Regions from separate parts of the Mus musculus genome. Here regions 1, 2 and 3 are each linked to region 4. The links are chromatin contacts, called in public Hi-C maps. All regions are on one chromosome and are shown on one strand. Each heading gives the region's core, a stretch centred on a gene start, on an enhancer-like site or on the middle of the called end of the contact. The rest is flanking DNA. Distances are from core to core; before and after follow the strand shown.

What was found. Hi-C and Micro-C count contacts between places; a contact is called where the count stands out from the background.
Region 1: a Hi-C map of liver shows a contact between it and region 4, with 3 times the contacts expected there. The contact joins two enhancer-like sites. A contact is called at or near these places in 5 of 39 promoter capture datasets (embryonic stem cells, hematopoietic stem and progenitor cells, liver and 1 more), 18 of 484 Hi-C or Micro-C datasets (B cells, the BV-2 cell line, bone marrow-derived macrophages and 9 more), 7 of 115 datasets of contacts at active chromatin or transcription factors (the HPC-7 cell line, embryonic forebrain, embryonic midbrain and 4 more) and 2 of 9 other capture datasets (adipose tissue and liver).
Region 2: a Hi-C map of cerebral cortex shows a contact between it and region 4, with 3 times the contacts expected there. The contact joins two enhancer-like sites. A contact is called at or near these places in 4 of 484 Hi-C or Micro-C datasets (cerebral cortex, forebrain, liver and 1 more) and 1 of 9 other capture datasets (embryonic stem cells).
Region 3: a contact with region 4 is called in a Hi-C map of liver, with 3 times the contacts expected there. The contact joins two enhancer-like sites. A contact is called at or near these places in 1 of 39 promoter capture datasets (liver), 7 of 484 Hi-C or Micro-C datasets (cerebral cortex, cortical neurons and liver), 2 of 115 datasets of contacts at active chromatin or transcription factors (heart atrium and pancreatic cancer cells) and 1 of 9 other capture datasets (bone marrow-derived macrophages).

Annotation. Positions count from the first base shown.
Region 1 is chr5:99,235,800-99,242,262 of GRCm38.p6, reverse strand. It overlaps Rasgef1b (RasGEF domain family, member 1B), which reads left to right. Exons shown (of 14, transcript NM_181318.4): 3 at 732-854; 4 at 1,303-1,440. Among named protein-coding and RNA genes, the nearest start is that of Rasgef1b, 14 kb to the left of the region's middle. Within about 2 kb of position 2,467, at least 13 of the 459 cell types and tissues checked have an H3K27ac peak or open chromatin away from gene starts, as enhancers often do. A contact at or near this core is called in liver, where this site is marked.
Region 2 is chr5:99,592,483-99,598,932 of GRCm38.p6, reverse strand. The region is part of intron 1 of A930011G23Rik (RIKEN cDNA A930011G23 gene); the gene reads left to right. Among named protein-coding and RNA genes, the nearest start is that of 4930405H06Rik, 19 kb to the left of the region's middle. Within about 2 kb of position 1,477, at least 24 of the 459 cell types and tissues checked have an H3K27ac peak or open chromatin away from gene starts, as enhancers often do. A contact at or near this core is called in cerebral cortex, where this site is marked.
Region 3 is chr5:99,523,084-99,529,238 of GRCm38.p6, reverse strand. The region is part of intron 2 of A930011G23Rik (RIKEN cDNA A930011G23 gene); the gene reads left to right. Among named protein-coding and RNA genes, the nearest start is that of Gm35253, 15 kb to the right of the region's middle. Within about 2 kb of position 2,063, at least 21 of the 459 cell types and tissues checked have an H3K27ac peak or open chromatin away from gene starts, as enhancers often do. A contact at or near this core is called in liver, where this site is marked.
Region 4 is chr5:99,382,906-99,389,512 of GRCm38.p6, reverse strand. All of the region lies in intron 2 of A930011G23Rik (RIKEN cDNA A930011G23 gene), which reads left to right. It overlaps Gm35314 (a long non-coding RNA gene), which reads right to left. Exons shown (of 2, transcript XR_389389.4): 2 at 1,684-5,628. Among named protein-coding and RNA genes, the nearest start is that of Gm35314, 19 kb to the right of the region's middle. Within about 2 kb of position 1,797, at least 53 of the 459 cell types and tissues checked have an H3K27ac peak or open chromatin away from gene starts, as enhancers often do. A contact at or near this core is called in cerebral cortex and liver, where this site is marked.

The DNA.
Region 1 (6,463 bases), core at 1,218-3,717, 150 kb after region 4:
CGCACCCAGGGAACTATGTTATCAAAAGTAAAAAGAATCCTGTGTTCAGTCCTGTAAGTGTTTATGAAGCACTAAAGGTGCCTGAGGAGGGGTGGGGGCAAGCAAACAGTCCGTGGAATTCCTCTTTCCACGGGGAGCCTGGAACTGTAGAACAAATAAGTGCCGCTTCACCACCAGCTCCTCAGGAGACAGTGTGGTTAAAGCAAAGTAGTGTTGCATTGCCCTTCATCCGCCTGCTTAGTCTGGAGCGAGCCACTTAGGACGGTTGCAAGTCAGCCTTTGAATGTTGTGATGCAAATACTGGGTATTCTACGCTGAACACTCCGGAGAGTTCTTGACTGAATGGGAATAGGGTGGTCGGTTGTTTGTTTGTTTATTGGTTACGGGAGATGATATCTGGACACACAACCTTATTCCACGTGGGCAACATATTTAAGGCAGTTCTGCCTCTCTGGGCTGAATTTCAGTATTCTTGATTACAACAGGAAAAGGAATATGTCCTGCCTCCCGATGACCCATAAGGAAATGTCCTCTGGATTAGTCCAGGCATTGAATTTATCTCGTTTTTAGTGTATGTTAAGGGAAAGGATCTGAGGCTGCTTATTGGCAGATGTTTAGCCCGACCTGCAGCCTGCTAACTTCGATGTAGAAGAAGGTTGTAATATGCAGGGATGGAGTTCAGAGAGACTGTAACGGTGACGACTCATTTTTTTCTCTCTCTCTTGCTGCAGAGGACATACATCTTCACCTTCCTGCTTAGTTCTCGGTTATTCATGCATCCGTACGAGCTCATGGCTAAGGTTTGCCACCTGTGTGTTGAGCACCAGCGACTGAGTGAAGGGGACGGCGATAAGGTAAGGCGACATTTGAATGGTTGTTTTCATTAGGCTGGCTAGCTCTGGCTTAGGTTTTGTGATCTCTCCATATGTGACCCCCCGCTCAGCCCCAGGCTGACGGGGCCTAAATGGCACCATGACCGTGCATATGGAATTGGGAAGGGTGTGAAGATCATGGCGTAGGGCTCAGAAAGTGGTTCAGTGATAGCCTGCTTATCTCCTGCTTCTAGGACCGTGGGTTATATTCCCGGGACTGCAAAATAAAAATAAAATAAAAAGTACAAAGGATAGAATAAAAGTCACAGAGGACCCTCAGTCCCACCTTGGTTGACTGCACTTGATGCCTCTTCCACTCCAGAGAGTTTGCAGCACTAGACGTCAGCCAGCCACACCAGTTACTTGGTTGTTTATTTATCGAGGACCACAGTGATGGATATCTCTGACGCAGATTTCCTTTTCTCCCTAGAACCAGATGAGAAAAATTGCACCTAAAATCCTTCAGCTCTTGACAGAGTGGACAGAAACATTTCCGTATGACTTCCGGGACGAGAGAATGATGAGGAACCTCAAGGACCTGGCGCACAGGATGGCCAGTGGCGAGGAGGTTGGTCACCGAAAGCCATTGGCACTTCCAGATGAAGCCTAGGAGGGACCTGGGTTGGATTGCCACAGAACTTGGCAGTGGTTTTTGTGTGTGTGTGTGTGTGTGTGTGTGTGTGTTGACTTTGGACAGCCCTCTACATAGCCTACCTTGGCCTTTTGGCAGGTTGGGTGGGGAATAACTACCCCAGTCCACTTCACATGAGTGTGACCTACAGTTCTATGGGGTTACTTGAGGGCAGTGTTGGTGCTAACTCAGGATGTCAGGTGTGGTTTGATTTCATTGCACCTCAGTCTGTCTTCTGCAAAGGTTTGACCCAGCTCACATATTAATCTCTGTGTCTGCCCACACTTAAGGTAGATACAGCTAAATAGCGTGTTAATAACTCTTAATTAGAAATAGACAGTCCCAGGCCGTGGAGGGGAAAGCACTTATGCTAGTGTTTAGTATGAGTGTAGCTGGCAAGGATGGCTGTGGCTTGTAAATACGGAATCAAAGGGAAATACAGCTGTTTACAGATAGTCAGGGGGAGAGAAAGAAACATACTAATTATTCTAGGCATTAAGTGAAAAACTTAGAAATTTGGGGCCAGTAGAACATTTGCCAGACAGACATAAGTGTGATGATGTACAGGAGAAACAGTAAGCAAAGCGTTCCGTGGAGGGATTTCGTGTCGGAGGCTTAACATGCCTTTTACAGTGTTCACCGTGAACTCTTCTTGATAAAAGAGAGAGGGTGCACTGTTGTATAATTAGCAAAGGTGACTCCTGGGGCTGGGGGTGGCCTGCAGGAGACAATCCAAGGATTCTGGTGCCGGAAGTTGCTTCAAGGGTAGGACCCAGAATAAGTGGAGATTCAAAGTCTCTTAGGTCATGCTTCATAAATATCACTTACCTCAGCTGAGCCTTTGATAGGCAGGTGCTAACCGGCTTCAATAGAGTCGAGGTTATTTGAAGCAGGCCCGGAGGGCTAACTTTGTGTGTTAAAGCTTGTTGGGCAAGGGATAGCTTTGTAGTTTCCGTGTGGCTGATAAGTTTCTGGGAACAAGTTTGGCACGGATGTAACGCTGTCACCTAGAAAGAGGCACCTGGCAGTGAGTGAGCGATGTCCCATTTGTGGAGAGATGCACTGGGCCTCCGTGTCAGCTCTCTGGAGAAGTGGTTCCCTCAGCTCTGTGCTGCAGAGATAACACCTCAAGACACCTGACCTGACCCGTGTCACTGTGTCTTACTGCCATTCTCCTATCCTAAGATCCATGACAGGAGGCAAAACCAGCTCTTCTGAGCACTTAGCTCTCTCATATGGTTTTAACCCAAGACTTAATGCTTTCAAGCTTCTTTCCTGGCGCCGTGAGGAACGCCCCGCTGGCTGTGGCTCTTCTGATCCGTTTGCCTGTCTTAGGTTCTTCCTGCTGAGAATGAACCGATGCAGATGGACACCCACAAAGGTGAATGTCCAACAGTGCAGTTTGCCGGGAGCGTTCTGTTAGGGATGGCAGCTGCTGGCTGCTCGGCAGGGCCTAGGTTGGCTCAGTGGCTTTGGCTTATGACAAACTGGTCAAAGGATGAGTGCCATCCCAGGGCTGTATCTTCTCTGAAGCTAAGATCTGAGTCACAGTCAATTTTTCAGTTTGGTTCAATTATACGGAGCTATCCATGCTGCCGGCCGATCTCTTCTCTGTTGCTTCTCAGAGATAGGAACTAGAAATTGCTTCTAAACTTGTTTCTTCCCATAAAAGAAATACATGGTTATTATTATTATATTTAAAGATCTATTTTAGTTATTTTATGTCTGTGAGTACACTGTTGCTCTCTTCAGACACACCAGAAGAGGGCCTCAGATTCCATACAGATGGTTGTGAACCACGATGTGGTTGCTGGGAATTGAAGTCAGGACCTCTGAAGGAGCAGTCGGTGCTCTTAACTGCTGAGCTATACTTCTAGACTTTATTATTATTATTATTATTATTATTATTATTATTAATTTTAAAGATAAAATGCAGTGATTTGAAAATGCCAAATTGATGGCTTTTGGTCTTTCTTATGGAAATAAAAACCATAGTGTTTCTTTTCATTTGTTTACTGAGATCTGGTCTTTATCCACAAGGTCACAGCTTCAGGAATTGGGGGAAATGGAGGAAAGGGACAGACATCCTCTGACCCCAACTTCTCATTGATGTTGATACGCTTGTGTTAACAGCATGGAGAGGTCAGCTGGCTCATTAGTAGGTAAACAGGATTTACTGGGGAGTACACTGAACGCATGTACATGGAGGACATGCCTGCCTTCACTGGCCAGGGCTTCAGGATAGCTGCCATTTCTTGGCTGCTTTTATCCAGAATTTAGGAATTGGCTCCACACATAACAGTTGCTTGATTTGGGTGTGTTCTGGCTAGTCCTCTAAATTCCTAGTTCCCTTCTCATTCCATAAATCATGGCGCTAAGTGCCTTGTGCTAATGTGTTAAAGGCCCTTGCTGCACTTAACAGTCTTGGCAGTCTCCCTGCTATCGAGTACCTAAATTTCTCTTCTCAGAGAGACCTCCCACGACTCCAAGTCACAGACCCTCCCATTTTTGACTTATACCTTTTGTTTCCTGGCACTCTAGGGCTTGTAGTTCATTGTTTGTTGTTCCATTGGACTCTAGTCACTTTGTTCACGATGGTTTCTTTAACTCCTATTTAATGCTGGGCATGTACTTGGTTCCCAGTATATTTGAATGGATGGATGGATGGTGGATGGACGGACGGATGGATGGATGGTGGATAGATGGATGTTGGATGGATGGATGTATGTTCGATGGATGGATGGATGGATGGATTGATGGTGGATGGATGGATGGATGGATGGATGGATGGATGGTGGATAGATGGATGTTGGATGGATGGATGTATGTTCGATGGATGGATGGATGGATGGATGGTGGATGGATGGATGGATGGATGGATGGTGGATGGATGGTGGATGGACAGATGACTGAATGAACAAGCAAGTCAATTATGAGAATGGGGAAACATTATTCCTCCCAGTTGAAGAATCCTTGGTTTGAATTGGGACCTGTTGCTTCTTGCCTCTGACTTCAGGGGATATTTTCTTTTTGGCAATCGGTGAGTCCAGGTGTGCCCTGTGTATAATTTAGTCAGGTTCTTTAGGATCTGCTAGGACAGTTCCACATAATTTGACTTAATGTGCTTCTCCCCTGGGGATTTGCCCCAGATGAAGTGGTTTTATTAGGGCTCGCCTGAAAGACACACAAAATAAAACTAATGATTGAATTTCATGACAAACGACCGGAGTGGGCGGCATGCAATTTCCCTTCCTTAAGGGGCTGGCCTTTGTAATAAGGACTTCAGCCTTTATTTGCCAGGTAATTACTGTCGCTGGCAACTGAAGTTATAAAGAAGAATAAGTACATATTTAGCAATTCATGACTCAGTGAGGAGGCATGCTTAACTTCACAGGACCTGATTTCTCAAACAGCATCAGACGAAAGCAGGAAGCTTTGAAAGGGGTCACAGTACCCCCTCTCCCTCCCTCCCTCTCCCTCCACACAGATTTCAATACTTCCGTTGTGTACTTTTTTGTGTTATATCTTGCTGTTGGTTTTTGTTCACTGTGACTTGCAGTTCCCCCACCCTCTTTCCAAACATGACATTTTTCAGAGGAGAACACAAATCTTTCACCTGATAAGCCTTTCAGGAGAGCTCCGCTTCCTACCCATTGCTGCCTGCCAGAATCATCTGAGGTGGATCTGCAGTGTGCTGCGCAGACTGTGCCTCATCCCAGTTCAGGCAGAAACCTGCCCCAAGCTGCAGCCCATCCTGCTCAGCCCACTGGGATTTTTGGTTTTGTTTGGTTTGTTTGTTTGTTTTGCTGGGACCTTCAGGTGGTGACCGGTAGAAAAGTGGCCATTCCCACCAAAAGTCTCTTGAGTTAGGGACCCTGAGAAGGTCGAGAGAGGCGAGGTGTGAGATATAGACTATCTTGTGTGGGATGTAAAATGACGCACATTTTAAAGATGAGTGTTTTGCTTTCCCAAGTGGAAAGGAACTTTTCTACACATGCTCCTTACATTAGTATCCAGGAAAGAGCACTGGGCTGACTTTTGCTTTATTTACAATAAATCGAGTAGTGTAGGAATCTGTTCTGACTATCGAGTAAGAACATTTACACAGTAAACATGCCAGCCCCACTCCTGTGAACAGCAGTTAGTGATGCCAGCTTTGTGTGTACCTTGCTCCTTGGCTCAGATGTACTCAGGCATGGCTGAGCTCACCCATAGGAATGGTGGGCTTAGAGAATTCAGTTTGGGTTTTGTTTTTGTACTCTTTAACTCTTCTCAGAAAAATTTGACCGAGATGTCCCTTATCTACCCCAAAATACACTTTTTATGTCAGTAACGGCAGTTGTGGCCTACGCTTGTAACTAGTTTTTGTTGCTGTTGTTTTGTGTGCGTTGGCATTGGGCTTTCCTGTGTATCTGTGTGATGGTTTTGGGACTCCTGGAGCTGGAGCTACAGACAGCGGTGGAGCCTCCATGTGGGTGCTGGGAATTGAACCCAGGTCCTCTGGAAGAGCTCTAACCACTGAGCCATCTCTCCAGCCTCTGTAAATAAGTTGTAATGACTGCAAAAAATGTAACATGTTTTCTACTCGGGGTGCCACATGATGTAGCTAACGTGTCTAAAGGAGAGTCATATATTGGGAACTGTTGCATAGCTTTAAGAAGCAGTAGGAACACGCATGTAGACATTTATAAGGACGTTTGGTAGAGAAGATCAAAGTACACATCACAAGTCAGTTCTGGTGTATCTCAGTGTTGCTAGAGAAGGTGAGCTTGGGCTGGGTATAACGTAGCCCAGTACTTGCGTTTGACTCGTTTGGATGTCAAGGGAAGACATATTTTTCTTTGAGTGATAAATACAAATTAACAACCTCCAACCTTAATCCTCAGTGGGACCTAGATTGTTTGAAGTTTTGTTTGTTTGCTTTTTCCTTTGGGGGGGGGGGTGTTGTTTATTTGTTTGA
Region 2 (6,450 bases), core at 228-2,727, 210 kb before region 4:
CTTGGCTTCGCTCCGAGGCAGGCTAGGGTATACATATACACACATAAGCCTATAATAGTTCAGGCTCCACCCTCCTGATGAAATCAGATTTCTTGGCTTCATTCTAGAGATTCTGAAGTCCTGCAGGAGAGAAGAATCTTTTTTTTTACTTAACAAATGCATAGCGATATGCACAGTCCTGAGCATCTGGGCCTCTCAGTCACCTCAGAAGCATGCTGGCTTCTGCATGCGACAACATGGTTTTCACAGCCTTTAATGAGGCAGCTCCAGGAACTGCAAGGGAATCCGCAACAGCAGATCGAGTGCCTCCCACTATATCCAGTTTCAACCGGTGCGGCTCCTCCCTAAAATTAAAGACTTCCTGGGAGTTGTAGTGTCTGCCCATGGCCTCTCCTACAGAGGCATCCTACATCCCAGTACATTAGGGCATTACTCTCAAATGTGAAGTTGTCACGGCTTTACAGAGAAATCATTTAAACCTGAATGGCCAACGCAGGGGCTGATGAAAAATGAAACAAAAAGGGTATGGGGGAGCGAGCCTGTCTCTGGTGCTTTTTCTAGCCTGGCCTTCTTCATACTGTCTTCCAGCCATTCAGTATTCCCAAGACAGGCAGCAGAACTCTGAAGTGAAACGATTTGTCATTTTGATTCCAGTTGAAACAAAGCATTTTGTAACTGTACACACACACACACACACACACACACACACACACACACACACAAAGAGTCTTTGCAGTGATGAACAACCCATTATCCATAGCAAAACTACTGTGTTTTATGTTCACCTGAGAAATACTGATCACAGCCTCTGCACAGGCAGGACGCGGCTAAACTGCACCTGCAGTGTCATGGCCTGGAAACGGATGGGAGCTTTATCTTTTAAGCACTTTCAATTGGTGCCATGGTCTCCATTTTCTGCAGCATAAATGAGCTCTTCGGTTAGAGATGCTGAGGCTGGAAGGCACTGGTACAAACAGGAGGCATTCTGTGGCTGCCTGCTGGGCGGCTGACTTGGAGGGGAGCTGTGGGTAATCACTGCAGTCTGCTGGCCTGGCACTGCATCCTGCCTCTTTGGAAGCCGTGGAAGATCACCAGCACCTCCCAGCTGCTTCTGAGATGGCCAATCTGGGAGGAAGATCGGTGCCTTCGTGATTAATGGGTCTTGGTTTTCGGGAGGAACAAGAAGCAGCCTTTCATGGGGAGACATAAAGCTTTCACTATAGCTTTAGGGAAGACACTGTGGCTGCCCAGGTTTGTGCTCAGCCCCTTTTGTTTCTTGGGTTCACACGTGGAACTGTAAGACATGAAGACGGGAAGAAACAATCACAGGAGAGGTTGCGTGGTGTTTCGAGAAACTCGTAGTGATAATAATCACAGTGAGCACCTTTTGACTTGTAGTCAGGGTCCACATCTGGGGCTTTGAGACTTGTTAGCCATACAGAAATGGCTCTATGTTGGACTGTGAAAGGCAGTCTGTGTTCTGGTTGAACAACGCTTACTCCGGAGACCCAGTAGAAAATCTTAAGGGACGGAACTGTGAGCTACGCTCCCAGACACTAGGCACCTGACACCATAAGCCCTCAACTCCATAATCCTGTGGCCTTCAGTCATGTAGGGCAATTTTTCAAGCTCCTGGTATTCTGGCTGGACTCCACCCCCACAGTTACTTGACTACAGCCAGGTATGCCTTGCTCCACAGTTACCTGGCAACAGCAAGGTAGCCCAGCCCACTATAAAAGGGGCTGCTTGGCCCCTTCTCTCTCTCTTAAGCTCTTGCCCCTCTTACTCTCACTTCTCTCCCTCCTTCTCCCCCTCCTTTCTCCCCTCTCTCCACATGGCCATGGCCACCCTCTGCTTCTCTACCCCCCCCCCCCCTGCTTTTCTACAATAAATGTCTTAAAACCATGTACTGTCTCTGCTCATCAGGATCCTCTGTGCTGGAGCAATGGAGCAGGTTTCCCTCTAACAAGCTCTGTGTTTAATCTCCTGCCGGGAGGCCTCCCTGCTCTCCAGCCACAGCCACCAGGCAATCCAAGCAGCCCACCAAGCCAGCCACCTGAGCTAGCCAGACTCTCTCGTCCCTGAAGTAACCTGCCAGGGCTACCCTTCTCTCTTTGGCCACAGGACAGAGTCCACCTGAAGGTCTCTTCTCAGCTCTTTTGTGATTATACAACAGTGTCTGGGGTGTCTTGAGAGTGAGAACCTGCCGTCCCTGGCCTCCATGTGGCCCAGGAACCCCCAAACCAGTTCTTTAGTGGGGTCTGGCAGCCTCACATGGCCTGACACCTTTCCTGTGGTGGTTCAATGGGGTTCTGCAGCAGTCTCCTGTGTCTGGTGCCCAACAGCTCTAGAAGGGGTTGATCTTTGGTTTAATGCTCTGCAGATGTCTTCTTGGTATTTTTGGTAAATTTTGAATAAGGGACACATTGGGTTTTCACCAAGCCTCACAAACTAAAGTGCTAGAAACAAGGACTGACCAAACAATACCCCATCTCTAGTTGCTGCCAGTTCAGGTTGTCCTCTTTTCTCTGCCACCCTCACCTCCACCCCTACCCCATCCTTCACCCCCCACCACCATCCCCCATCCTCCGATCCTCCATTCCTGTTTCCCACACAGGACATTTCATTTGAGGTGATGCCATTTCTCACTTATATGCTGTGGACTTGAGGCAACATGGGAATGATTCTAACCTTGAATTTACAAGAGTGGTTGTGAGCACTAAATTAGGCAATTCTGATAAACGAAAGAAATATGTGTCTCGTAGTTTGGGGTCTACAAGTTCAAGATGTCACGATGGTTGTCCCGGTTGTAGCTCATAGACGTCTCATTGTAGTCACATTTGATGTAAAGAGAAAGAACCAAGTGTTCTAGTTATCTCTCCCGACAAAAGGTGCTGGCCTGATCCTTGTGTATTCCACCTGCAGGACGTCACCACTCTGAAACACCACTGCATCGAGAGTGACATGCACACACGCGTGTAGCCCTTCGTCATCAGAGAACAGAACATTCTCATTACTCCAGAAAGATGGAACTGCTGTTCTCTTGTTTGAACCTCAGTTTGAACACTCCTATATATAAGGCTTTGTTTTCAAAATCAGTGTATGCTAACTGTATAAAGTATCAGTTTTATTGTGACCTTTTCAAACACACATACGATGCATTTCGGTCAGTCGTATTTACCCCCAACACTCTCTTTCCTCCATCCCGCTTCCTATCTTCTAATAGATTTTCTTTTATTTTCCAATCTCTCTTTAAATCTAGATTCCCTATAAGAGAGAAAATATGTATTGGTCTTTCTGAATCTGGCTCATTTTGCTTGACACAACCCCTAGATCCATCCATTCTCTTGCAAGCAGCAGTTTCATGCACTAATGGCAGACTGATGCGCTGTCGTGTATGTCTGCCATGATTTCCCTTATCCACTCATCTGTTGATGGCACCCGGCCTGAGATACATTCGTATTAGTGGGTGTTCTGGAGTTCATTTTTTGTTGCTGCTGCTGTTGAGAACTCTTCCACTCATGGTTATACCACAATATGTTTTGTCATTCGACTGCTGATAGGATCATGGCTAACCTGGATGACTGTGGATAAAACTGTCATGAACATTTCTACAGTATGATTTTTATAAACTACCTGAATCAGAGACTAAATATGCATCTAGATTTATAAGAACTGACTTTTTAATTGGTCTTTGGTTAAACAGTAAATACTTTTAACTGGTTTTCCTAAAAAAAATGGAGGAAGAAGAGGAGGAAGAAGAAGAGAATGTAGAGGAAGAGGAGGCATCTACTGTCAAATCACCAGTAAAGGGCTAAGTTGCTGATTCCATGGGAATAAGCATTCCCACCATGGTCACTTACAAGTTGTCTCTGTGAAGTCACTTTGTACTGAGGTGCAAAGAGAGCACAGTGCACCCTTGTGGGTCACCGTGAGCAGGCTCTGCACACTGCAGACACTGGCAGCAAGCCTCTGAGTAGTGCAGCCAAGAAGTAGTCAAGCATATAGATAAATAGATTGGGGTAATCCCCAATAATTGTGCTAAATTGATTAAATAAATCTGTAGGACTCTGCCTTATTATTAGCGGACTGGCTGGGTCATATGAATAACCAATAGAGTTTATTAAAGTCCACACATTAAAGGAGTGTGCCACCATGCCCAGCAATCAAGCCTATTTGTAACTGGGAATATCTATATGAAATGCATTTGTGTACCCCCAAGTATTGAAGGTATTCTCTCAACTTTGCTTATAAAAGTCTTATCATTTAACTTTCTATAATTAGTATATGGCTTGTTACAAATTGTTCTCAGTCTTTGGAGTGAAACAGAGGCCAAGGCTTTCCTTTGTATATGGATATCCAGATGTTATCACAACATCTGGGACTGGGAGTTCTATCTCTCTGATCATTTTTGTCCAACATGACACCAGCTCTGTTGCTATTCATTATGCTCAGTTGCACTGATCTCCTGGTTGGCTGCTCTGCCAGTAACACATTCTGCTCATTGCCATCCATTAAAATTTTTGAAGACAGGTAGTCTAAGTTTTCTAACTTTGTTCTTTAAAAAAAAAGAAAGGAAAAAAAGTGTGTATGTGTCTATGCATGTGAGTGCAGTTTCCAGAAAGGCCAGAAGAGGGCATCAGATCCTCTGGAGCTGCAGTCACGGACTGTTGTGAAGTGCCCAGCGTGGATGCTGGGAACCAAACTTAGGTCTCCTGGAAGAACAGTGAGTGCTCTTTACTACTGAACCATCTCTCCAACCCCTGTACTTTTAAAGGGATCCTTTGAAGCGGCTGGGGAGATGGCTCAGTCCACAGCAAGAGGACTTCAGTTAGATAACAACACATGAAGAAGCTGGGTACAGCAATGAGTGCCTGTCATTCCAGGACTGGGGGAGGCAGGGGCAGGGGGCAGGGGGCAGAGGGGGATCCCTGGGCTTGCTGACCAGCTAGACCAGCTCCAGGTTCAGTGAGAGACACAATCTCAAAAAATAAGGTGGAAGGTGATTGAGAAGACAGCTGAGGTCAACCGCTGATTGTTCCTTCGTACAGGTAGGTGTGCACAGAAAACAAGTCCTTAAAAAAGAATCCTTGGTATATTATTGATTCTGTGTACTCATTTCACCACATTTTCCACTAATATAGATAGTCATTTTCACAGAAACTGCCTTACTTTTAGAAGGTAAAGGTTTCTTCTAAGCATTAGTGTATTCTAATTGTAAAATTATTATAATGATTATGATAAATAAAATTAGTATTTTTCCAACATTATTACTAAACACTATTATTACTTTGGGGCATAGGGATTAACTGATACTTGCTATATGGTTATTTAGTGAGGAAGAAATTAGGTCTTCTGTTTGTAGGGCTGGTGAGTATTATTAGAACATAGATCCTTAAGCACTTTCCCACTTCTCAGGCAAAAAGCATGCTGGAGTTTCTAGTGGTTTGTATTCAGTTGAAAATCTCAGACTGGGGCTTAGGGACTAAGAGCACCGGATACTCTTCTAGAGGATCCGGGTTTGATTCTCAGCACCCACACAGCAGCTCACAACCGTCTGTAACTCCATTTCCAGAGGATCCAATTCAGGCAATACACAGACATATGTGCAGGCAAAACACCCCTCATATAAAACAACAAACAAACAAATCATATGGTTAAAAAAAAGTGTCAGCTATTTCTATGAACTACACAGATAGAGATTCCAATGTAGAGTGTTTGAGATCATGGAGCCAATCCCATCCCTGTTTATGTATTTATTTATTTCATTCTGAGCCATCCAAAAGTTAAAAAGAACTAAGCACCGGCTCTAATGTAGGCAACATCAATTCAGGATTTCGAATTCAAAGTGGACTTCTGGTTTCTCATCATCTGGATTGAGCTCACCCACCCAGATGCGGACAATACAACTCCCCTCCCACAAGACCAGAACTGTCTTGTGTATTCTTAGAGAGAGGAAGCAGGAGTAAGGAGAAGTGCAAGGCATTTTCCTCTCCACACACAGAAGTGCGGGAGAAAGCATACCGAGGAAGAAAAGGCAGCCAGAGATTCTCTTCTGAATGACAGAGCTAGGGCCAGAGCAGGGATGCTGGAAGAAGGATCTTTGCTTCTCCCCTTTGGTCAGCAGTACCTCACTTTGGACGTCTATTTGATAAGCACATTTATTCATTTTTATTGTATGTGTATGAGTGTACTGCCTCATGTCTGTGCATGTACGGTGTGCATGCCTGGTATCTGCAGGGTTCAGAAGAGGGTGTCACTTCCCCCAGAATCGCTGTTACAGATGGCTGTGAGCCACCATGGGTGCTGGGAATTAAATCAGAGTCCACTGCAGGAGCAGCAGTGAGTGCTCTTGATTGAGGTGCTGTCTCTGCTACCCTGAACTTTCTCTAAAAACCCCTGTGATTAAGCTCTTCTTAAGTTGGAGCTGCCTCTTTACGAGAGTCCTCT
Region 3 (6,155 bases), core at 814-3,313, 140 kb before region 4:
ATATACACATACACATATACACATACACACATATACACATACATGCACACATATATACTTACATGCACACACATACACACATATACACATACATGCATATACACATACACATATACACATACATACACACATATATACTTACATGCACACACATACACACATATACACATACATGCATATACACATACACATATACACATACATGCACACATATATACTTACATGCACACACATACACACATATACACATACATGCATATAACATACACGCATACACATACATACATGCACACACACACACACACACACACACACACACACACACACAAGAAAAGGGGCACTCTGCCTATGAACTAGAAATGGCTGTCACATCCAGGGCAGAAGCTTTGAAGGTAGGATTGAGTCAGGAAATGCAGGAGAGCGGGAAGGAGAGCTGACAAAACGTAATCCCAAAAGACAAGGTCACAAACTCTCATAAGATCAGGCATGGCCTGGGAAGTGAAGAGCACAAACGCCCAGAGGAGAGAACATTCCAGCAGAGCAACGGGCTCACCCTTGTGCTGCACAGTCTTCTCTAGGTCCTGACCATTGAACCCAGGGCCTGTATACACAAAGCGCACACCACCAAGTCACACCCCTGGTTCTGGATCAAAGGAAGATGATATGGGGAGACTGTGGCAAACAGGACGAAAACAATTTTAATGTTAAAGAGTAAAAAAAGGTCTTAGAGATTGTATCCATATTCAAGTTGCTATAACAAAGTTTTATTGGCATTCATGACTGAAGTTATTGGCTAGATAAATAAATGCCATGTCACAAGATATATAAAGGGAAAAACAGGAATAAAGGGAAGTCCCAAAACATTCCAAAGAAAGAAGATAGTCGAATGGAGGTTTGAATTAAGAGTATACTTTTATTCAATCTAGAAAACCATTCTTGAAGAACTTGGAGAAAACTTGAAGTGTTGGTTAGATGTGCTGAAAGGTTCTGAGGTTCCCATTAGTCTGTATGGCTACTTGTAAAATCACGGAACAGAAAGGCTAGGAAAGAAATGCCTGGGGACAATAAACTCTGACCCCTAATATCAGGCCTCGTTGTCTCTGTAATCTGTTAATTTCTGCACCAGTCACAGTTAGTCAAGGAAATAGAAGCCGGAAATATAAAAGATCTGTTGCATGGATCTGGACCCGTCCATATGATGGAGGCACTGGGGCTATAGCAGTGAGTCCCAGCCTCTTGAAATATATAGCCTGGTGGTTATGAAGGGGACATAGAAGGGACAGGGGAAGGGGGACATAGTGAGGGGAGGAAGAGATAGAGAGGGAGGGGGAAGAAGGGGAGGGGGATGGAGGGAGGAGAGGGGAAGGGAGGGAGAGAGAGAGGTAAAATGCACATCAAATGATGTGTTTAGAATATAATATTATAGACATATGTGTGGATGCATTGGGAGATCAGGAAGTGCCATGGGATTGGCAGACAGAATGGACATGGACTTGTGGTAGAGATGGAGAGATAGGTAATGAACCAGTGTGGGTTTTCGCTCTGCACAAGGAGATTAAGAAGGAAAATGGGAATAAAAATGAAATTAAGAAGTCAGCAAGCATTCCTCATGCTCATTCTTTCTCTTCTTACATATTCATGATGTGCAACTCCTCCCCCAGGAGGCTACAGAATCCCATCAACGGGGATGATATCCTTTTATGGCCTATTAAAAAAAATACACGTCTCAGAGGCCAGCTGCACATCTGCTAGGCTCTAGCAAAGAGAATGTTGTATATACTTTTTTTTTTTTTTACATTCAAGATTAGTGCATTTCAGCTTGCTGTAGTTAGAAGAGAGCTCATCCCACAGAGTTTGGTCCTGGGATCCTGTCTAAGGGCGTCGAGGATCTGAAGAAAGGACAGACACAAGGACTGTGTGCACTCTGGTAAGGCGGCACCAGCCACCTCAGTGACTGAGAACCTCGGACTGTTTGTTCTGCACAGCACATCTGGGAGGAGGCCTCTGCAGTTGTTCTTGTAGCTCATACTGGTCAGTCGTTTGTAAACACTCATGCTTGGGACTGAAGAGGGCGTTGTCTTTTGTAGCCTCACCTAGGAGAAAAGCTTTGCCAACTTCCCCTAAGTTCAAGGCCTAGATCCTTGGCATGGCTGCCTCCTGTCAAACAATGTATTTGTTCAGAACACCACTCATGCAGGACTTTGCTCCGTAAAGAAGGTGACAGAGATGGTGGAATGTAGGTATGACTAATGTACCAAATTCCAGTCTCGGCTCAGAGGACTCCATGGGAAAGAGGTAATTTCTACAACGACTGTGTCTGACCAGAAAGGCGACAGTGTGGCTCCTTATCCTTCCCCAAACCAAAATAAACCCTCGTGGTATCAGCATGGGGGCTGGGCTGAAGGGAGTAGAAATTAACTCCAAGAGGTTTAATGAACAACCATGGCTTGTTTCTAAGACACCAGGAATGGGTCTGAGAGTTGGGAAGGTAGTCCAGCTTCAGAAAGGGACTAGGAGTAGACATTGGGATTTTCAGGTCTCTGATTCCAGCTCAGTGGCTTCATTTCCTTTGGGGCCATCTTCCTTTGCTGGCTAGAACATGTGGTGGACTGTCTGTCAACCCTGAAGTTATTAGTGCTGAGCTTTGTCGAGAGACTCCTGGTTTCAAGCCTGGGTGGATGCTTTGGACGGAATATTTAGCCTAGTCGATCAGTGATGACCCAAGTCCAGGAAAGAAGGCCTTCGAGAGCCACAGTGGACAGATGTATCATGGACAAATTAGTTTCTTCCAGGAATCACATTGGAAGAGAAAGAACAGGGTTGGCATACCACACACCTAGGCTCATTTGTGAATATCTTCCTTTATAAAGATTTATTTTTTTGTCATATGTACACGTGCCTGCATGGATGTTGTACGCATATCCTCTGTGTGCCCTGTGCACGCAGAGGACAGAAGGCAGCACCCAATCACCCACACCTGGAGTCACAGACAGTTTTGAGCCTCCATGTTGGTTCTAAGAACCAAATGTGGTTCGTCTACAAGATTAGCAAGTGCCTTCAGCTGCCCGAGCCATCTCTCTAACCCCTACTTATGAAAAATCGGATTTCTGTCTTTACTCTTTTCTTTGCCCTGATCTGTGGGGCAGCCATTATTACCACATCCCTGGGAAACAGACTACAGTGAGATCTTTCAGGAAACAATAGACAGTGTGATCACTCGTCCCCCTACTTTCCAATCTGCTTACCCCGAAAATTAAAACAAAACCAAAATAAACTAAGTGAGTAATAATAATATAATTAGATCATTGCTTAGCTCTCAGGAATGCAGACACAGCCTTGGAAATGGTTCTTGAGACACAGCCTTTCTTATCTTGGGAAAGCAGATGGTAGGTCGGTGGTAAGACTGTATATCAGGTTAACATTCTGATGTGTGAGCATGGTGCTTTAACTTCATGGTGTCCTTGGTGAGTGCACCACTCAAGGTTCTGGCTCCTTGAGCATCCTCCGGGTCAGTCTTCTAAGAAAACAAGGAGGAAAGGCTCACATTGCATGTCCCTCTCCTCCAGGGAGAGAACATAGAGATCCAGACAGAGACTCAGGCAAATGCAGAGGAATGTGGATTCACACTGAAACACTGCTGAGCCCATTCAGTGGTTCACTAATAAATATACAATTATTTACAGTCACATTTATTAGGTTTTTCTCTCCGTTCTCTCTCCCTCCACAGACCTTTAAGTGATGACCATTGCTCTGTTCTTCTAAGCTTTAGCTGCTGTGATAGTCATTTAACTAGCAATACCCAGATAAGAATGCTGTATATATGATTAGGTGAATCTTATTTGACAACTTGAATTTTAAAAAGCCAATGGGGTGGCGGGTATCCCAATGAGTTTGAACTCTGACTTAAGTCTCAAAGTGAGATATTGCTCGGAGGTTAATTTTCCTTCACAACCACCCTGATCCATGTTCTCAGAGGGCTTTGCAAGTTGTTCCCAGAGACTATATCCAGATGCCCTTAAAGGGTGCATGGAAGTGAACTTCAAAGTGAGTTTTCTTAGTTGCTCTATCTCATGTGTCTTTCAATGGGCTCCGTAAAGGACAGTTGGGCAAATGAAGTCTTAGTGAATGGGTTCAGAGGTTCGTGGGAAAGGATGATTGACAGAACAAGAAGTAATTCAGTGTGTCTTGGCCCATTATCTCCTCTTTCATAAGCAGTTCGAAGCAGCAAGATCTTTGTTAATTTTTTTGTTTTGTTTTTGTGCTTTTTGTTCTTTGTTTTTTGTTTGGCTTTTGACAGGAAGAGGCTGTGTGCGATTATTTTCAGTGTGCCAGTGGTTTCCAAAGTTGGTTATGTAAGAAAGATTTATCTCAAAGTGTTTGATAAAATTTAAAACTGAATAGGAGTCTTCAAGGTAAGATGTCACCTGCCTGACATGCTGGAGAGTCTCAGGGAGTGAACAGGCAACACTGTTGCCCACCAGAGACCATCAGGCACTTAGGGAGACCAGAAACGGGAGACCCGCCTGCCCTACCACCCGTCGCAAGCACACAAAGGACCTTTGGGAATATTTTTATTATGTCAAAGTAGATATAAGAATGCAGATCTAGCAGGAGTAGGAGATACAGTGTTTTATTTATTTATTTTGTGTGGGGGTGTTTTGCCTGCATGGATGGCTGTGTATTATGTACATGCCCGGTGCCCACAGAGGTCAGGAGAGGACACTGAATCGCCTGGGCTTGGACTAAAAGACAGGTGTGAGTGGCCTTGTATATGCTAGGAGTTGAACTCAGGTCTTCTGCAAGAGTAGCCAGTACCAATATATATATTTGCTTATGTATATTCTGGATATTTCTGTGAATCTTTTGAGATTAATATTTAGGTAAGATTAATACTCAAAGTTGATTAAATTCTGTGATATTTGGGGGCCTCTGTCCCTCAGCTAAAGACCTTGGCAGGGCGGCAGACAGAGCTCTTCTGAGGCAGAGAAAAACTCTTACCTTGTGTTTCTTCTAAGAGTGCTAATATGGAAGTCAGAGTTCCATTATTTAAGCAGAAAAAGAAAAGGGAAATTAAAGTAAAAAGAGTTGCTGACCTTGAGAGGGCCTGTAGTTCTGGGGGAAACAAGGGAGCCGTCAGGGGCTCTTTTTTATTTTTTTATTTTTTTATTACTTCCTTTGAGGTGCTGTGTTTTGAATGTACAAGTTTATAAGAGGTGCTTTAGCAGAGGCCTTTGGTCCTGGGAAGGTTCGATGCCCCAGTATAGGAGAATGCCAGAGCCTGGAAGCAGTGTGTTGGGGAGCAGAGGGATGGAGAGGATAGGGAATTTTCAGAGGGGAAACTAGGGAAGGGATAACATTTCAAATGTAAATAAAGAAAATATCTAAAAAAAAAAAAGAAAAGAAAAACTTGGGAGACTGGAGGGAAAGATGAAATGAAGTATATGGGTCGAGCTTTTTTTTTTTTTTTTAAATTGGTTATTTTATTTCCATTTCAAATGTACCCCTTCCTAGTTTCCCCTCCACAATTCCCCCATCCTATCCCCCTTCCCTTTGCCTCTATGAGGGTGCTCCTCCACCCACTCACCCACACCTGCCTCACTACTCCAGCATCTCCCTACATGGGGGCATCGAGCCTCCACAGGACCAAGGGCCTCCCCTCCCCTTGATGCCAGAGAAGGATCAAGCTTTAACAAGCATTAAGCTGTGAGCTCTAGCTGGCTCAGTCTCTGGCCAGTTTGAACTATGTGAGAAGGCCAATATTTGAGTATGTCTGCCTTGCTTTTAAAAGGGCCATTTCACATGGCTCATGCTAAAGGAATATACTGTGTTTTCAATATAACGGGTGGGAAGGGACATTTCTAGATTCTTTCCCACAAGGATGCTTTCCTTGGCTTGGGATCAGTGGCCCTGAGGTCATTGGGGTAGGATGAGGTAGGGACAGTTCTATACGCTGTGCAAGGAGTACATACATTTGGGCAGTGATTATCCTAGGATGTATTTTTGCCACATTAAAAACATTAGCATTTGAAAAATACAATGCAATGCCGTAAGATCACAGATACAATCTCTCACCCTTAGCATGTCTCCTCTCACAGCACACCATTCCATACAGACATCCCCCACCCAGCTATTGATGTGTTGCTTAACGTCCACTA
Region 4 (6,607 bases), core at 548-3,047:
AATTGGTGATTGAGGGAGGAGGTTCCAGGCCATTGTGGGTGGGGCCACCCCTGGCCTGGTGGTCCTAGGTTCTATAAGAAAGCAAGCTGAGCAAGCCATGAAGAACAAGCCAGTAAGCACCACCCCTCCACAGCCTCTGCATTTGCTCCTGCCTGGCTTCTTGTCCTGACATCCTTTCAGTGATGAACAGTGATATAGAAGCGTAAGCCAAATAAATCCTTCCCTCCCCAACTTTCTTTTGGTCATGGTGTCTCATCACAGCAAAGGTAACCCTGACTAAAGCACTAAATAAATGAGTCCTGTCATTTGTATAAGTTACTTGCACAGGAAAGAAGAGGGGCCGCGATCCTGAATCCTAAAGTGCGCATTCTCTGAGCTCACTCTTGAGCGTGAGTGTGTTTCTGGATTCTGGGTGTGGCCTCTTTTATCTTGAGTAAGTACATTACATCTTCAACATGTTTACCAATGTGTTAGTCAGGGAAGGCTGCTCTGTGCCCCAGTAGCCTGTGATCCCCTAAAATCTAAGTGGCTCAACTTGGCAGGGAACATTCAGAAACCTAGGGTGACACTGTTGGCACCCTCTGACACTGTTGGCTCAGCATGGTATGTCAGAGCTTGCTGCTGTAAGAGAAAAGGCAAGGGCAGCCATAGGATTCAGCCTCTTTGCCAAGGCCGTTATGCCATCCAAGGAGGCTGAGAGGTCCTCTATTGTATCCAGTAAGGAAAGGATGAGCTGCTGTAGTCGCAGGCCTGCCTCACTCACAGCCAGCGACCAGTGCTGTGGAGCCAGCATCTGTCCATACTGCAGCAAGTTCCTGGAGAATGTGACAATGACACATTAGGTGAAGTTGGATTTAGCAAAGCTTGCAGAAGAGTTAGAATCGGATAATGATGACGACTAGACTCCTATTGAGCGTGTATGAGTAACACTTGAAGCGTTGCTTTGTCTTTGAGCAAATTACAGGGAAGAAGGAGCAGTAGGCTGGAAGTGGTCGCTGGCCCACTCGAGTGATTCATTCAGGTCTCTGGCCTGCTGTGAAGTCTGTATCCAGGCCAATACCTGTCTGTCTGTCTGTCTTCTTTAAACCTGAAGCTGCTCCAGCAGAATGCATCTCTCTAGGCAGAGATGTCCACAGTGGCCTGACCTCTCCGTCACCAGTAAGCAGGAGAAGGTCACCGCCTTGGAAGACAATGGAGTGTGTCCTTTTCTCTTACTATGAAGGGAATTTTATTGTATCAGCTCACCACTGACCACAAGCACTCAAACTTGGCAGGAGGCCTTGGCCACAGTGTCAGGCCCAGTTTTCCTAAATCACCCTGATCCACCCTGGAAATGTTTGGGTGAACAGCCAACTGTACATCTTCCGTTCCTCCCAAATGTATAAGATTTCCATTTCTGGATGGACTCGCTGATATCCGATTCATGCAAATGATAGGAGTCGCATATGAAGCATCGGCAAGATACCACCTTCCACTGTTAAAACATATGCTCCTCCTTGTAAAATAACTTTATAAAATATGAAATATGCATATAATCTGCAACTCAGCAAGCCCTGACAAATGCATTCATCGTCACCTACTCTGTGCAAGGCAGAGCGGGGGACGCTGGGGATGAGCCAGCAGCAAGGGTTTCAGTCCCCATGGAGAAACGCTCGGAGATAATCACTGTTGAGCAGTTAAATGTTAAACCAAAATCTTTCCAGTCACTTTATTTGCACACCCTCCCTTCCACCCACACACTGAACTTAGAGGACGGAAAGCAAATGAGCACAGCTTGCAGCTGCTCTGGGCGTAACTTGTTTCCAAGTCACAGTCCTTCTCAGGGTGCACCCCAGACCTTCCAGGTCAGGACACGAACACTGGACACATGGCCGACGTGCCGACAGTATAGATTACGAAAAGCAAATACTTGGTGTACACAACAGCAGTTTCCCTCAAATCGTCACAAAATGGATCCACGTAGGTGTGGGGGCATCCTGGAAGTACCCAGGGAAGTGGACTTTTCTCAACCTTTGACAGGTTTACGTATCAAGCAGACTTCTTGGTGACAAAACCGGCATTAACCAGATATTAAATTTCAGCCAAAACCAACAGGCTTCCCAGGCCAAAGCTCAAAGCTGTCAGTCAAAGAGCAGAGGGTGTTTCCTGCCCAAAGGTCACTAAAATGTCTCTTCCTTCCTGTGAATTCTATCAGCAGGCTTCCCACTGCACCTGCAGTGACTGGTGGCGGGTACTCAAAACCCCTGGTTTCAGGCCAGGTCAAGTAGAGTCCAGGGAGAGAGCAGAAGTAATGCTAGGCTGAGGTGGCTTACCCCTTGCCTGTCTCTTCTTCCTCCCGTTTATTTGCAACAGTAATCATGGAAGGATACAGTCCAAAATCAGAAAGAGATGATAAATGATACACTAAGAGAAACATAGCATCTTGCTTGCATTTTTAACTATCTCTTGAAAGTTTAGGTCAAGAAAGGCTGTTGAAACTGCACAGTGAGGAACAAGTCATTAGGCTCAGAGGAACTAAGTGCACAACGAAGATGCCTTTTGCTAGAAAAACACCTAAATGCCAAGATTTGTAATCAGCAGTGGAGGCCCATTCTCTGAGTTTCACAGCTGAATTAGAATAAACAACAACAACAACAACAAAAAAAACCTTTTCAGGGCTCAATTACTGTTTCCCATCGAGAGCACAATTCTCACCGTCTTTAACAGACATTTCCACAATGCAGAAGTCATCTTGAAGATGATTCATTATAGTGCAGGGACGCTGAAGGAAAGCTTACTGCCTGTCCTGGATACTGCAGACTGGAGCCCTCTGAACAGTATTGTGGGGTTGCTCATTTTCCTGGTGGTATAACAACTGTCTCCTCCAGTGCAGGAGGCCTTGCCCAGCGTGGGATGGGAACATGCTTTCTTGCACGCAGCTGAGGCAAACTACGAAATGCTTGGAGATGCTCAGCTTCTCATGCTGGAATTTGTCAAGATCTCAGCTGTCCCCATTCTGAAGGCTGCAGTGAACTCCGGGGCACAGCAACTGGTCCGAGTGTGGCGGATACATCTTCACATCAGCCCAAGTTGCAAACGTGACAACCACCCAAGAAGAGCAGAGGCTTTGCTCTGACTTCTGCTGTGATTCCGAGGGCACGGCTATCACGTCACCTCAAGGCTGATTAATTACATGATTTGCATCTGGCAAATTTATGCTAAATTGTAAGCAGCAGGCAGCAAACGATGCTGGAAGCATTTGCACAATAGTAATTTTTAGAGAGGGGCTGGCTTGTGAAACAATGTAATTAAATAAGCTAGATAGGGAAAATATTTTCCCTCTTCTCATTGCTCTGTTCTGCATTTCCCACCAAGCTAAGAAAAGCCTTTTTCTTAGAGATTGACCCTAACTACTGATGTGTGAGTGGACTCCAGGGCTGTCTTTTGATGTGACGTGACAGGCAAAGATGACCTCTCGGTATCAAATCTAGTCAGTTTCTCACATCTCCTTCTTGTGTGATCCATTTTGGAACCATAGAGACTTAAGAACTGAGGGAAATGCCATCCAAGGAAGGGGCCCTCTGCATCTGAATAAAGTGACCCTGAAGCGTTTACCACGGGTCATAGATCAGGACCGCCTCATGCCAGTCAAACACTGAAAAATAGCTAGCAAGTCAGAAACAGCTCTTATACTCACCAACCAAGCATCGTCTGAGCACATCAGTCTTAGATCCTGTAGCATCCTTACCTGTTAAATCAAGGCAGTATCGGATACGGCCACTCCCATTCAGTATCTAAAAAAGAAATAAGCTAAAAGTTAGTTGCAAATCGAATCATCTGAATTGCGTGCATACCATGAAAACTGGGCATCTTTCAGGAAGGAGTCGAGTGTTGATCCCTTGTGTTCTAGTGTCCTTCTGACTTGGTAATGATTTAGGGACACAAAATATTTTATGGGCATGAGTTGCTGCTGTTACCTAAGATTTTATAATTGTTAGCCACCAAGCTCAGAAAGTGCCACTGTCTACTGAACAATTGCTCTGCTATGCCAAAACATGTCAAAATTAATTCCAATGAGACAACACAGTCTAACCCTAAAAACCTAAAAAAAAACTTTACTGAAGTGGAGATAAATTCCAGAGCTTTGAGGGCTTTCTCTGCCACCAAAGGCGGGGGATCTCTGGTTCATCAAAGCAACATACAACAAAGTCTGAGGATGTCATTAACCTTAGTCAAGGACAAGAGTGATGGTGCCCAGCTCTGACCTCCCAGGAAGCCTGGCTACTGTGTCCACAAAGTAGGATGCCTGAGATCAAAGGCATTCTGTTCTGGTAGCTAAAGAGATAGTGAACCTCTCCCTCTTTAAAAGCCCCCTGCCTGAATAAATCAAAGTATACAGGGGGAAAAATACACTTATCTACAGTGTAAGGATTTTTGAAATACTGTTGAATCCCTACTTGGGGAATTTTTACCAGAGCCACATCTTTATTTCTGATTACATTTCTATAATGTATCCAACATTTAGTTTTTGTTGATTTTTTTTCCTTAATTACTTCTAGTAAAAGATATTGGGTTTGTTTCAAATGTCTTAACTGCTAGGGTGGCTGCAAGGTGCTGTCTCCCAGAGTCACCAAGCACTGGAAGAAGAAAAGGCATCCAAGCTGCAGGAAGTAATCAGGACCCTTCTGGAAGGATTGGCTGGGCTGAGCCTAGGCATTGTGCCCTTATTCAGCCTGTATCAACCAACTGAGCCCACTTAATCCTAGACACAAAAGAACTTTTTAGGGAGCCCAGGGGAGGCCTGTATTATGTGGAACTGATGTTAACTCTTAAATTCCTTAGAAATTACATAGTAATCCTGAGCAGGCTTTTGCCTAATGCACAGGAGGACAATTAAGGCATCCTTCATGATGCTGTGTACAGAGCTGTCTGTCTTTCCCTACTTCCTGCATCCAAGAATCTATGTAAATGGAATGTGAGTAGCAGCCACTTGCACTGCACTTGCACTGCAAGTCGGGACCACAGAAGGATATGAGTAGCCTCAGGTAGAAACTACAGTCACCTTACATATTGAATGGAAAGTGGATCCACTGAGGGACGTGAGGGGTGGGTGCTGGGAGGTTGAGGAAGGTTGGTTTGGCTTGGCTTCCGGATGAGTGAAGACCACAAAGGCTCTGTGGAAGGACAGTAAAGGAAGGAGAGTAACATGCGGTAAGAGTTGGGAATGACAGGAAGAACTCAGTCAAGAAGGGGCTGTGGATCAAGACGAGGCTTGAGTCTGCATTGGAGCAAGTAGGAGACTTCTGAAGTGTTTGGTTTGAGCAGGAAGAAAATAGAACGCCATCGTGGGAGGATCACAACTCACTTTATTTTTAAAAAGATCCGGCATGCTGTAGAGAACAGATCTGCACAGAGCAATGACACAGGATCTTCTACAAACCAAGGAACAGAGTCAGAAGAATGCAGAGGGCTGGAAGTGCAGGTCGCCGCTCCTTCGACGCTTGCTTTTGGGGTTCTCCTAACCCTCCAGGCTCGAGTTTCTTTCCCCCATATCCTTGCAGAGCCTGGCTTGCTGCACTGCATGCACCAATGACCTTGTTCCATGGGCGTCATCAGCACCTCCACTTCGAGCATGGGAACATTTAAAGCCTGGAAAAGTATAGTGTCTTAAATTAAAGTCCTTCATGCAGGCGATGGTGGAGCCTGGGGTGGGGCGATGAGAAGGGAAGGAGAAGGAACCAGGATAAAATAAACTATAAATGAGCATAATGGGTACTGGAGAGACAAGAGGAAATTTTAGCTGTGGCTGAAGGTTGAGTGAAGGAAATGAGTTAAATCCATTCAAATGCACGACATTTATGTGCATAAAATGTTGCATCTAAGAGAGTGGTGGGTGTTCTGTGTGCCATTTACTGCTATTGTTGGTCTCTCCCCAAACAGAGCACCTGGCTATACTCTTTTCATGTGTTTCCTCTCTTAGGATCCTGCCCAGGGTCTGTCTTGTTTCCCTTACTGTCTGACCACCTAGAAACCTGACAATGGCCGTTCCCACTCCAACTGCCCTTCACCCCTTGTATGTGTGGGGGAGAGGGTAGTCTGATAAATCTCAAGGTCTGACTGACCATGAGTTACGGGCTGGGTCGATTCCTTCTGAGGGCAGCTTGTTCCTGATTGTCCCTGATGTTTTACAGTCTCTCCTCTATTCATACGTGTAACAACAACAACAAAAAAATCTCTTCTTTTCATAAAGATAATAGTCCCAGCTTCGAAGCATAGAAATGAGGCGATTTGGGGGCTTTGGAGTGATTGGACTCTGGAGGTGATGCAGCTCAAGCACAGGTCTTCTTCATAGCCTTCCCCATGGCCCTGCATTTCCGCAAGTCATTGCCACCTAAAGATACAGGTGACAGCATCCCTCCCTCCATTTTCCTCTTCCCTCCCCTGGAAGCACTGTTGAGCAATCCAGACCTGGGCTTGTTAGCATCACTCTGCTGGCATCTTGTTGAGGATGAAGCTGAACCCTGGTGACCTATGGCAACGAGACAGAATTGTTTCTTCCCGCGTGCTACGCTCTCATGCTTGAACAGACAACTTCCCATTTTCATTTCTCCTTTTGCTTTTCTGCACT